Linked DNA regions of Rattus norvegicus: region 2 is linked to region 1. Evidence: chromatin contacts called from public Hi-C data. All regions are on one chromosome and are shown on one strand. Each heading gives the region's core, a stretch centred on a gene start, on an enhancer-like site or on the middle of the called end of the contact. The rest is flanking DNA. Distances are from core to core; before and after follow the strand shown. Region 1 has its middle 10 kb from the start of Cited2. Region 2 overlaps Ect2l (epithelial cell transforming 2 like).

The links. Hi-C and Micro-C count contacts between places; a contact is called where the count stands out from the background.
Region 2: a Hi-C map of frontal cortex shows a contact between it and region 1, with 6 times the contacts expected there. The contact joins two enhancer-like sites. A contact is called at or near these places in 7 of 12 Hi-C or Micro-C datasets (frontal cortex, kidney, liver and 3 more).

What each region holds. Positions count from the first base shown.
Region 1 is chr1:14,139,740-14,145,004 of GRCr8, reverse strand. No RefSeq gene overlaps it. Among named protein-coding and RNA genes, the nearest start is that of Cited2, 10 kb to the right of the region's middle. Within about 2 kb of position 2,439, at least 15 of the 93 cell types and tissues checked have an H3K27ac peak or open chromatin away from gene starts, as enhancers often do.
Region 2 is chr1:14,657,900-14,663,119 of GRCr8, reverse strand. Ect2l (epithelial cell transforming 2 like) reads left to right here. Exons shown (of 21, transcript XR_010058839.1): 2 at 1-32. Among named protein-coding and RNA genes, the nearest start is that of Ect2l, 17 kb to the left of the region's middle. Within about 2 kb of position 2,234, at least 11 of the 93 cell types and tissues checked have an H3K27ac peak or open chromatin away from gene starts, as enhancers often do.

The DNA.
Region 1 (5,265 bases), core at 1,190-3,689:
TAAGTTAGGAATTAGTCGAATGATGACTGCCCTCTCATTGACTAAGAATAGATAATAGAGTGGGCATAAGTAGAATAGAGTAGAGAATAGAAATGTAAATTATAGCTAAAAATTTCCAACACCGGGGTGGGGTTACAAAGTCGAAGAAGTTCTACATAACCTGTACGGTATTTTTAATTCAAGTAGTGTTGTGAAAGAGGGAATTTTGGGAGGAGCCTTCTCAAAGAAAACCCTTGTTGAAGGGTTCCGAAACTACAGGGATGAGAATGAGCCATGCCTATTGGGCAGAGGAAAGAGTGACTAATAAAAGCAGAGTTCTAGACCAGGGCTCCAAGGTCACCCATATTAGTGAAGAAAGTGGTACGGGTGCCTCACAAGAGCTGTGGTTCTGATGGGGACGAAACAGATGGAGTATTGTGAAAGACAGATGCGTCTTCCCCGTCTCCCTTCTCTCCCGGGTTTAGAGTAGTGTGACCCCTTAGATACCAACTGTCTGTTGATGTCAGCTAACTAACTCCTCTACTCTTCAGCTAGCATCTGTGGTCCCAACTCAACTGTAGTTTCTATAGATTGTTCTCTTTCCTACGATTTTCTTGGTCTGTCACATACTAGCTTTCATTCTGAGAGGCACCGAGCCTTGGTGTCGCCTGCCCGCTCTCTCTCATCACCGTGGTATAAGCATGGCTAACCAGATCCATTTCATTGGTCTGAGCTACGGAACCAAATTTTTCTCTTCCATTCTCACCTTCTGAGTAGGTGGTCGGTATCTGGTCAGACCACACGTAGGCAAGGAATAAGGAATTTCCGAACAAAGACAGCAGGAATTAAAGACAGAGAGAATTAAAATACAGTACAGGGAAAATCATTGACTCCTTCTAATAAGTGAATTTAATAATAAATAATGGCTAAGCATCCACCGTGTGTTAGCATTTTTCCAGGCTGATGTGCAATGAACAAAACCAAAGAGGCCTGTTCACAGAGAGATTGGATTTTGAATTAAGGCCAGCTACCAAAAACCCATTCCGATAAGAAAATCCATTTTAAGAGAAATGGCAAAGTTGCTCCTGGTATTTACCAACTGATTCCACAAGCTTTGGTTTTGCCATGCTCGCTGTGATCTGTGGGTCATAAGTGGGGAGGCTCACACTCCTCTCTGCTCCATAATGTCTAACCTCAGCGTTGGAGGGTAATTCCGTCACTGAGATGGGAAGCACCGGCAGCCATGTTGGTTGACACAGGTCATCTACTGGGAACGTCTGTGGGAATGGGTGGCAGGAACAACTCCATGTGACCTGGCTTACTCACAGCGTGTCAGCCTCAAGGTGGTGAGACTCAGGGCTCCAAAGGGGTGTGCCCTGAGAGGAGTGGGAGGGAACTGTGTGGTCTTTTTCTGAATGAGCCTCGCAAGGTCAGTGGTAGAAAACGCAGAGAGTGAAACCCCAGGTCTGTGGAAGCCGTACCACGCCACCATCTGAGGAGAAGAATGTCAAATGATTTGTCAACACCGGAAAAACAAAACGACAAGTGTCATGAGGAAAACAGGAGTAAGGTTGAAGAGTTCCACGGGGGAAGAAGGTAGCATCCAGGATCCATTCACCGGTGAGGCAAAGTCTGAGTCTTGAGTCTTGGGGAGGAGCAATCACAGAGAGTCAACAGATGGAGATAATTTAACTCCCAGAGATGCCAATTAGCATGGTGAGGGCTGCTAATGGCGAAGAGGAGTTTGAATGCAGTCTTAGATTCTGCTTAAAGGTATATGAGAAACGTGTGTGTGGCGGGGTGTGTGTGTGTGTGTGTGTGTGTGTGCGTGCGTGTGTGTGTGTGTGTGTGTGTGTGTGTGTGTGTGTGTAGCCAGCGGTATGCAGATTTGGGATGAGGATGCTTGGGTGGGTTGGAGACCAGCATTGCATATCTGGGCTGTAAAAACCCCAGTGTCTTGATGCTGCCTGAACCTCCAGTAATAGAAGAATTGGCTGATGGTGAAACAGGAATGAAAACCCTTATCTAAGACTGAACAATGGAGCAAAGCTGACCTCAGAGCTGGCTGGCTTGTGGATGGGAGAAGAAACAGGTAAGGGGAGGCACAAAAGCCTTCCAATACTTACAAAGTCCTACCTCTGTTCCTTCAGTCTCTCTTTTAAGGTACAAATGTTCTTAGCGGGGCATCAAATCGAGCCATTGGCTCTTGAGCGAAAGGAAGACAGGAGGAGGGGACTTGAAAAAGGAAAAAGACCCTTAGGAAAAGGACACCTTTTGTGAATTCTAATTTTGGTGGACTGTAGCGAAAGAGTGTGTGCAGGCATCCTTGACTTGGTCCTGCCTTGAAGTTTACTGTAGGTCGTACAGAACCTGTTATGGTTCAGTAAAAGCAAATGCGGTGGAGATTAGTTGCTGAAGCAAGTGTCAATCTAGTCTTGGTAGCCACTCAGAAGGAAGTGCGAATAAAATTGATAGGACCTTAGCGCCACCTGGTGGCCAGTATGTGAAATGCGTCCTTGTACTAGAACCCTCACTTCTGTGTGCAAAATAGTCATTTCCTGGGTAGTTACCCGCACGATTACCCACAGTTCCTTTTGTGCAACTAGTTTTAACATATCAATCTGTCATCTATCCAAGTAACTGAGGATAGATGGAGGCCTATGGTGGTGGGAAGTTAGATAAGGAAAACTAGACGAACAGGCAGACTGTTGGCCCTTTCCTGCTTAAAGCTCACAGTTGTCAATTTTGCTTCGTCCAAGTTAGCATCAAATCATAGGATTCTCTCTCTGAGGGATTAAATAACAATAACAGTGATGGTGATGAAAATCGTGCATCAGGAGGAGTAGTTTGAAGAAATCAGAGTCCTAATATCGATTGAATGCTTTCTACTCCTAAGTCCCGAGTGACCAAATTAATATATAAGGGAGTGAGGCAGAACTTGAAATGAAGAGTTGGTTAGAAATTTTAGCACACGTAATTGGAACCACTGTACCGGCAATGGATGTCTTGTAGTCGCCTGAAGCATTAAAAGTGTCGTGCACAAGAAATATTTCATGGCTGGTAAGGTTCGGATACTTGTTTGAAGGCCAGTAAATCTCAGCATACAACAACAGCGTAATGTTATTACGACAATGTAGGGGATGTTTACAGAGACGGCTTCAACTCTCGGAGCGCCCGCCCAGCTGGATCCAGTCTGTGGCTCACCGCCAGGCTCCCGCTTACCTCAGAAACGGAAAAGTAAGGAGATGCCGTAATAGGATTTGACGCAGCTCCTCGCGTAGCCCGTCTTTCCACAGAAAGAAAAGCGATAGGGATGGGGCCGATGTTTCTTTCATGAGAATTTGAATACAAGTTATATTAATTAAACATCTTCATTTCGCTGATGGAGAAACTTGAGGCAGCGGTGATTAAATTACACGGCTATTTAGTTGCAGAGTAAGACCCATGTTTTTTAATCCCAGTCTACTGTTCATTTCGGTAAGAAAGCCGGTAGGCTCACCCTTAGGGCAGACAAGTCTGGATATGTCCAGGAAGATCATTTAAGTATACACAGACTGACTGTTATACCTCCTGTATTTATTTTCTCGAGACAAGGCTTCTCTCTGTAGCCCTGGCTGTCCTGGGCCTACCTCTGTAGACCAGGCTGGCCTCAAGTTCACAGAGATCTGCCTGCCTCTACTTCCAAGAGATGATATTAAATGTGTGGCCATTTCCTGTGTCTTAAGAGGTTCATTTTCTTACACATTTTGACATTCAAATATCATTCTGAAACTTATAATCAGAACTCGTGTATAATTGTAATCAGCCACTGGGGCAAATTACAAAGTGGTCTTTTTTTTTTTTTTTTTTTTTTCAACCTGGGAGAACTTAACCACAGATGTTTTTATTCATTGGGTTATATAGGATTGGCAGACCCAAGGTATTAGCTTAATCTGGGGAAGAAGTCATCACTCAGCAATATGGAATTCAGTAAAAAGAGAAACAAAATTACAACATATAACACTGGTTTGCTTTGATCTGACGTGGAGTTCTAATGAGGTCAGAACTGAGAAACATGGTTTAGACTAGCCAATGTGTGTCCTTTCAGAATCACATTTGCTTTAGCAGAATATCTTGACTGGTCCTGGAAATGGGTACAGCCGTATCTTGAGATTCCTGAAAGGTCAAATGTATAACAGAACAGGCAGACACACCTATCTAATGATGTGAGCCCCTCATACAGTCCTTCACGTTTCAGTGATTCCCTACCTTAATAACTTTATAACTTTAATTTTCCTAGTATTATGAATCATGGTGTAAATATCTGTGTTTTCTGACGCTCTTAGGTGATCCCCATGAAAGGGCTGAGACTCATAGGTTGAGAACTGCTAATACAGAGCTTTTCCTCCCGAGCCGTCTCTCAGTTCACCATTTTGTAGTCAGTGCCATCTAAGATTAGACATCTCGGCTTATCTCAGGAGTGCTGTGGTAAGCACCATCTCCAAGTCCCGTGTCAGCCTCCCATGCCTTCGAGCCAATCACCTTTTCTCTAAGTGTAACTTTCTTAGCTTACCTTGGAATGATACCAATGTTGCCGGGCCCTTGAATTAGAGAAGTGCCTTCTCCAATTTCTGTAGTGCAGTAGGTGCTTAACCAAGTCAGCCACAAGGGACTCAGTGTCGAGGAAGAGATCAGTTGGGGTTGTTCTTTCCGATTTGGTCCCATGGAGCCTAAACAGCGTGTTTCTTGCCCTCTTAAAGCCTCCCCTTATAAAAACGTGAAAAAAAAAAGTCTCCCCTTATTTCGTTTTACTAACATTGTATTTATTTAAATCTTTTTCATAAACTGTATGATAACTGGATTTTTTTTTCTTTCTTTCATGATGTACCTCTTAGAGGGGTGGCTCGAACTTAGGTGGGACTCGTTCTAAGAACCAATGTTTGGCAGGGATCTCAGAACCCCGGGATCTTTATGTTAGGAACCTGAGAGGCAAGGCAGTCACAAACCCATGCATGTGAAGAGAGATCCGTGGCAGGGACATCTTAGTCAGCCTTCATCACAGAGTGTTGCAAAACAACTACGGCAAGGCGGTGCTCGCCAGGGACAGCCTAAAGATTTGGCTTCACAACTTAATTCTGTGTGTTTGACATCTTGGGAATACTCATTATTATGAGTTGGGGGTGAAAACCAAGTCTAAAACAACAGGTTGCAAGAATTAACAACACCATCACACGGATAGCAACCATCTTTGTGGACAACTGAATGTTTTGTTTTGTTTTTTTCCAGACCGAGTTTCTCTGTGTAGCC
Region 2 (5,220 bases), core at 985-3,484, 520 kb before region 1:
ATCCTTTCACGAAGCTCGAAGTCACAATTAAGGTAAAAATAGCATAATGGTGTAATTATTGATTCCCAATGACACCAAACTATGGTAACCTGTTATATAACCCTTAAGGAGTTTTCTCTTTTCCCTGAGAAAATGGAGGCGATTGTTATTTTAAGGCTTATGAATAGATTCTCCTGGTGCCTGCTTCCTCATCCAGGCTGAAACAGAGCTTTGGAGGCTCAACAACTTCCTACCACGGGGAGGCTGTTTCATTTCTGCAAACACTTGTCAGCGGCTTGGTCTATTCTCTTGCTCTGCTAGGTTCTCTTTGGAGCCATCAGGTGGACAATCTATGCCAGATGAATGTCTGGTACATAGGTAGACATTTTATAAATGATTACTAAGTACTGGATGGAACCGAAAAAGACATAAGAAAGGACAATGCTAGTGGCCTTTAGGGTTATGACAAGACACATAGCGTCCCACAGGTTTTGACCTTCTCCTATTCTTCCATTGCCCTTTGGCGTAGACAGTGTGACATTTGTTAGTTGAAATCACAGCCAGGGCAGCTAATGTTCTGATCAGGAATTACTACTCTAGAGATGATTAGTTTTCTCTGATTGGCAAGTCGCAATACTTCAGCTGCTCCCAGATACTTTCCAGTGAGCAGAGCAAACGTCAGACTCAGGAGACAATCAGAGCAGCCGGTAGCTTATCAAACAGCCAGCTAAGTGCTATCAGTGGACTCTCGTGAGTGAAACTGGAGCTATTCAAGATGTGTGTGCAACCAGAATATTCTAGAAAGCCCCTCGGTGTGCCTGAACCTGACTGAAGAACCTGGGTGGGCAGTAGCAGCTTCTATAAGAATGGTTTTGCCAGATTCATCTCCAGAAACGTTACCTTGAGTCCGTCTGGGACAATCACTGTGTCTTCAGCCAACAATCATAACGGAGCGGCATATTTCCTTTGTACATAGTCTGACGTTCTTTATCCAGTAGACAGAGAACTGGAACTCTGTCGCACCGGCAGAGGGGACTCTAGGAAGCGGCTTATTTCCTCTTGTTTGTTTAGTGAAACTCTGGGTATGTCCCACAGCCAACTGGGGATAGTTGCTTTCACTGTGAGCTCAAGGAGAGGCTGACCTTCAATTTCTTATACAAGGTTCATAAACCATCAAGAGTGGCTCTTACTTCAAAAATTGCCTTCTACTGTTCCTCCCACCTACTCCTGCCCGCCATGGCAAGATGAGTTTTGTTCTGTTTTGTTTCTCTTCTATACTGGCCTCTCACTCCCACCTCTGTGGGTTCGCAGTAGATTGTCCACTGAGGCTTCCTGGTGGGGTACCCTGGAAAAGAAAACATCTCTCTGACTGGGTTGAATGAATTGTGAAGATACTTTTTAATTTAATTTATTTTTTCCTTATTCACTTTACATCCTGCTCATTGTCCTCTTCCTGGTCACCCCCTCCTACAATCCTACCCCCACACCCCTTCCCCTTCTCCTCTGAGCGGATGCTCCCCCTGCCCCCCGACACACACTTCAAGTCTCTGTGAGGCTAGGTGCTTCCTCTCCCACTGAGGCCAGACAAGGCAGCCCAGCTAGAAGAACACATCCCACATACAGGTAACAGCTTTTGGGATAGCCTCCCTACCCTCCATTTATTCAGGACCTACATGAAGACCAAGCTGCACATCTGCTACATATGTGTGGGGTGGCCTAGGTTCCGCCCATGAATGTTCTTTGGTTGGTGGTTCAGACTCTAAGAGCCCCAAGGGTCCAGGTTAGTTGACTCTGTTCATATTCCTGTGGAGTTCCTATCCCCTTTGGGGCCTGACATTGTGAAGATTCTTTTTTTTAAAAAGAATATTTATTTTCTTATTCTTACATGTGTGTGTCTGTGGAGGGGGTGTCTGTGGAGGCCTGAAGAGGATGTCTGATCCCGGGAGATGAAGCTTTAGGTGTTGGTAAACTGCTGTGCAGTGCAGGTGCTGGGAACTGAACTCAGAGCTTCTGGAAGAGCTGTATGTGCTCTAAACATCAAACATCTCCACAGCCCAGCAGAGACTGTTTAGTGAGTGTCTGAAGAGCAAGAGGAGGCACATTTCACCGTAGTCACTTCCTAGGATTCCTTTCCAGCTTTCTAGAAAAATTAATAAATAGCAGACCAAACCTCATATCCATGATCACATTGTGGAGTGCATTCTAGTCTCGGGCTCCATAAACCAAGCAGTTTCAGTTGTTACCACTGGAGGTCATTAGAGATCTTGTGGTATGTTTGAGGCGGCTTAAGGTAGACCTGGTTTTGTCACTAGAAATTGTACCCTTTGGCACCCGAATTCTTCTTTCTGTGAAATGAGAATGTGGAACCAACCTGTTGTGTAGCTTTTCCTCGCTCCCTTTGACAGCAGCTGCGCTCTCACAGGGAGATCAGTGAGGGAGTGAGTCACAGTTCGCGCAGCTGTTAACGTGCTCTGGGCTGCTGACTTCACAGGAAGCTAGCTGTGTGCGAGCTCCTGGTTTCCAGATTTGACCTTCTGAGGTCATCTTTAATTTGTAGAGATTGTCATCGAACACAATCTGCCCACTCCCGCTCTTCCCCATCTCAGGCTTGCAGACATGGGTGACTTTTACCTGGCCCTCAACTGTTTCCAGAGGTTCGCTCTGGGCTAGTAGTCTTGATTCAATTCGAGCTGTGTTCAATTTTAGTTAGATGTAGAAGCTCGACTAGGTTTTTTTTTTTTTTTTTTTTTTGAACAGCTAATACAATTAGTCAGCTTCCCTTAAAATATCCTTGTCGAGATATAATTCGTGTACAATGACAGTAGCTGAGGGACTCAAGTGAACGGTTTTAGAGTATTCGCAGAATTTTGCGGTCATCACATAGGCTAACACATTCCACCATTCCCAGAGTGCCCTCCTAGTCGATGAGAGCCACGCCCTTACCGCCTGTCCTTCCAGATGTGTCCAAACACAAGTCTACTTCCTGTCTCTCTAAATTTACCCTCCTCTGGACTCCATATATAATAGAGCCAAGTAACAGCTGGTTTTTTTTATAACTTTTTTCATGTATTAACTTGTCAAGGTTTATCCATTTTATAGCACGCTTTAACACTTCTTGTTAAAAAGTATTCCATTGTGTGGACTTGTAATATTTCAAACCGTCACCCGTAAACATTTGATTTGTTTCCTCCCTGGGCTGTTGCATATCATGCTGCTCTGAACATCTGTATCCAAATGTCTCTAAAGGGGAACTTTTATTTCCCTAATTTTGTCTTTCTTTAATTTTCCGTTTTAGACCAGTTTCTAGGGTTCATGTGTTCATCAAAGTTATTTATTTAGTGTATGTGGTGGATGGCGGTTAGGAACACGCTAAGTGTGGAAGTTGGACAATAACTTGTGGGAATTGGGGTCTTACCGCATCGAGTGGGTCCGAGCGACTGAGGTCAGCAAATGCCTGTACCTGTGGCCATTGCTCTGGCCTTTTATTCTTCTTAGGAACTCATAGCAGAGAGCTTCGTAGTAGAATACTGGCCTCAAACGTCAAGGGCGTGACTCAATCCTCACTATGGGAGGAATGAAAGCCACGGAGTGTATATAGTTAGGAGTGGAGTGAATGACTGTAACAGAACAGAACTACCAAACCTTATTTATTTATTCAGTGTTTCTTTTGAATCTTCTTACACCATAATCTCCCCCCCAAATGTAAACATAATAAATAAGAAAAATAGACATCACGTAGCTGCTCGAACTCTTGGGTGAACTCTACTGTATGGGGACTTTTTCTCATGGCAGAGGCTATTGGTTTTGTTTGTTTGTTTTCCAATCTATTTCTTTTGTTGAGAAAAATCTTTTTCATATGATATATTCTGGTCACAATTTTCCCCAGCAAGTTCCCTTGTCCTCCCACCCCCCAACTGCACTCCCATTCTTTCTCTTATTCTAATGACTTTGTTTTGGTCCCCCCCCTCCCCCCCCCCCCCCAGAGCTGGGGACCGAACCCAGGGCCTTGCGCTTCCTAGGTAAGCGCTCTACCACTGAGCTAAATCCCCAGCCCCTCTAATGACTTGTTTTATAATTTCCGGATAACTTTGTTTTAATTCACATAGCCCCTAATACTCCACGCTGTTAATTTTTAGAATGATTTTAAGTGGAACTTTATAACAACTAAGATTATTGATTGACTGACTGATCGATTGATTGATTTATTTTACTGATTTAGCTTCTCCAACCATCCCTCTGGCCAGTGTTTTTTACCAGGAAGTGTTTTTACCCCTCCATTATGCAGTTTCTCCAGGACTCATGTGTTAGCAGGTCACATGGTTCCTGCTGGTGTCTGTCTCCCCCCAACCCCCAACCCCACCCGGCCTTGACTACATTGACCTTTGAAGGCCACTGGGCTGTTTGTATCTGTCACACTTGGAGCCGCCTCTGAGGGCTGTGAGTTGCTCTCCTTGCTGCACTGGTGGGACCGGTTTTAAGTTGCCTCTGCACAGCTGCACCGCCTTCCTACAAAGGCCTTTCCTGCCAGAACTGGAGAAGTTTAAACTTGTAGCCTTCTTGGGTGGGTGTGGCGGCATTCATGCAACTGCGGTTTCAAGAGGTGGGGGAGGGGAGGGACTGACGAAAGAAGGAAGGTCATGGGAGTCTTGTCATTTGTCTCTTCCAGAGCAGAATGGACTTAGGAGTGGGCAGGAAAACGTGTGCATCCCTGTATACTTAAGAGTAAAGACCCATCCCCACTCTAAGACTCTCCTTTGAGTAAATGCGGCAGAGGGCTCGAGGGATCAGGGGAGGAAATCTCACTTGGTGTAGTCTGTTGAGAAATTGTGTATGAAGTTTTTCAGAGACAACGTTAACTTCCAGCTTAAGTTAGCGCCCAGCGCAGCCGCATAACCTTGAGTTCGGGAGACTCATTCTAAAGGAGAGCGTTTGCACTTGGCAATGGGAAGTTGTTTTAAGGAGAAAGCATCAGCCAGTGATAGTGTTACACCAAAGCAGGATGAGACAGACTCTTTAGGACCTTGGCGGCGCCATCACTGCTGTGGGCTTTGCTGCCAGGGAAGGATGAGACTTGAACTGAAGACAACACAGGCAAGGTAAAAATTCTAGCCAAGGTGCAGAGCAGAGTGGATGGAAAATCACCCCGAGGAAACTCAGGGGCGAGGGGATTCTGTCTAAACCAAGCTAGCAGGCTCCTGCTGGACTCAGGCCAGGGGATCAGACGTCCTCTGAGGCACTGAA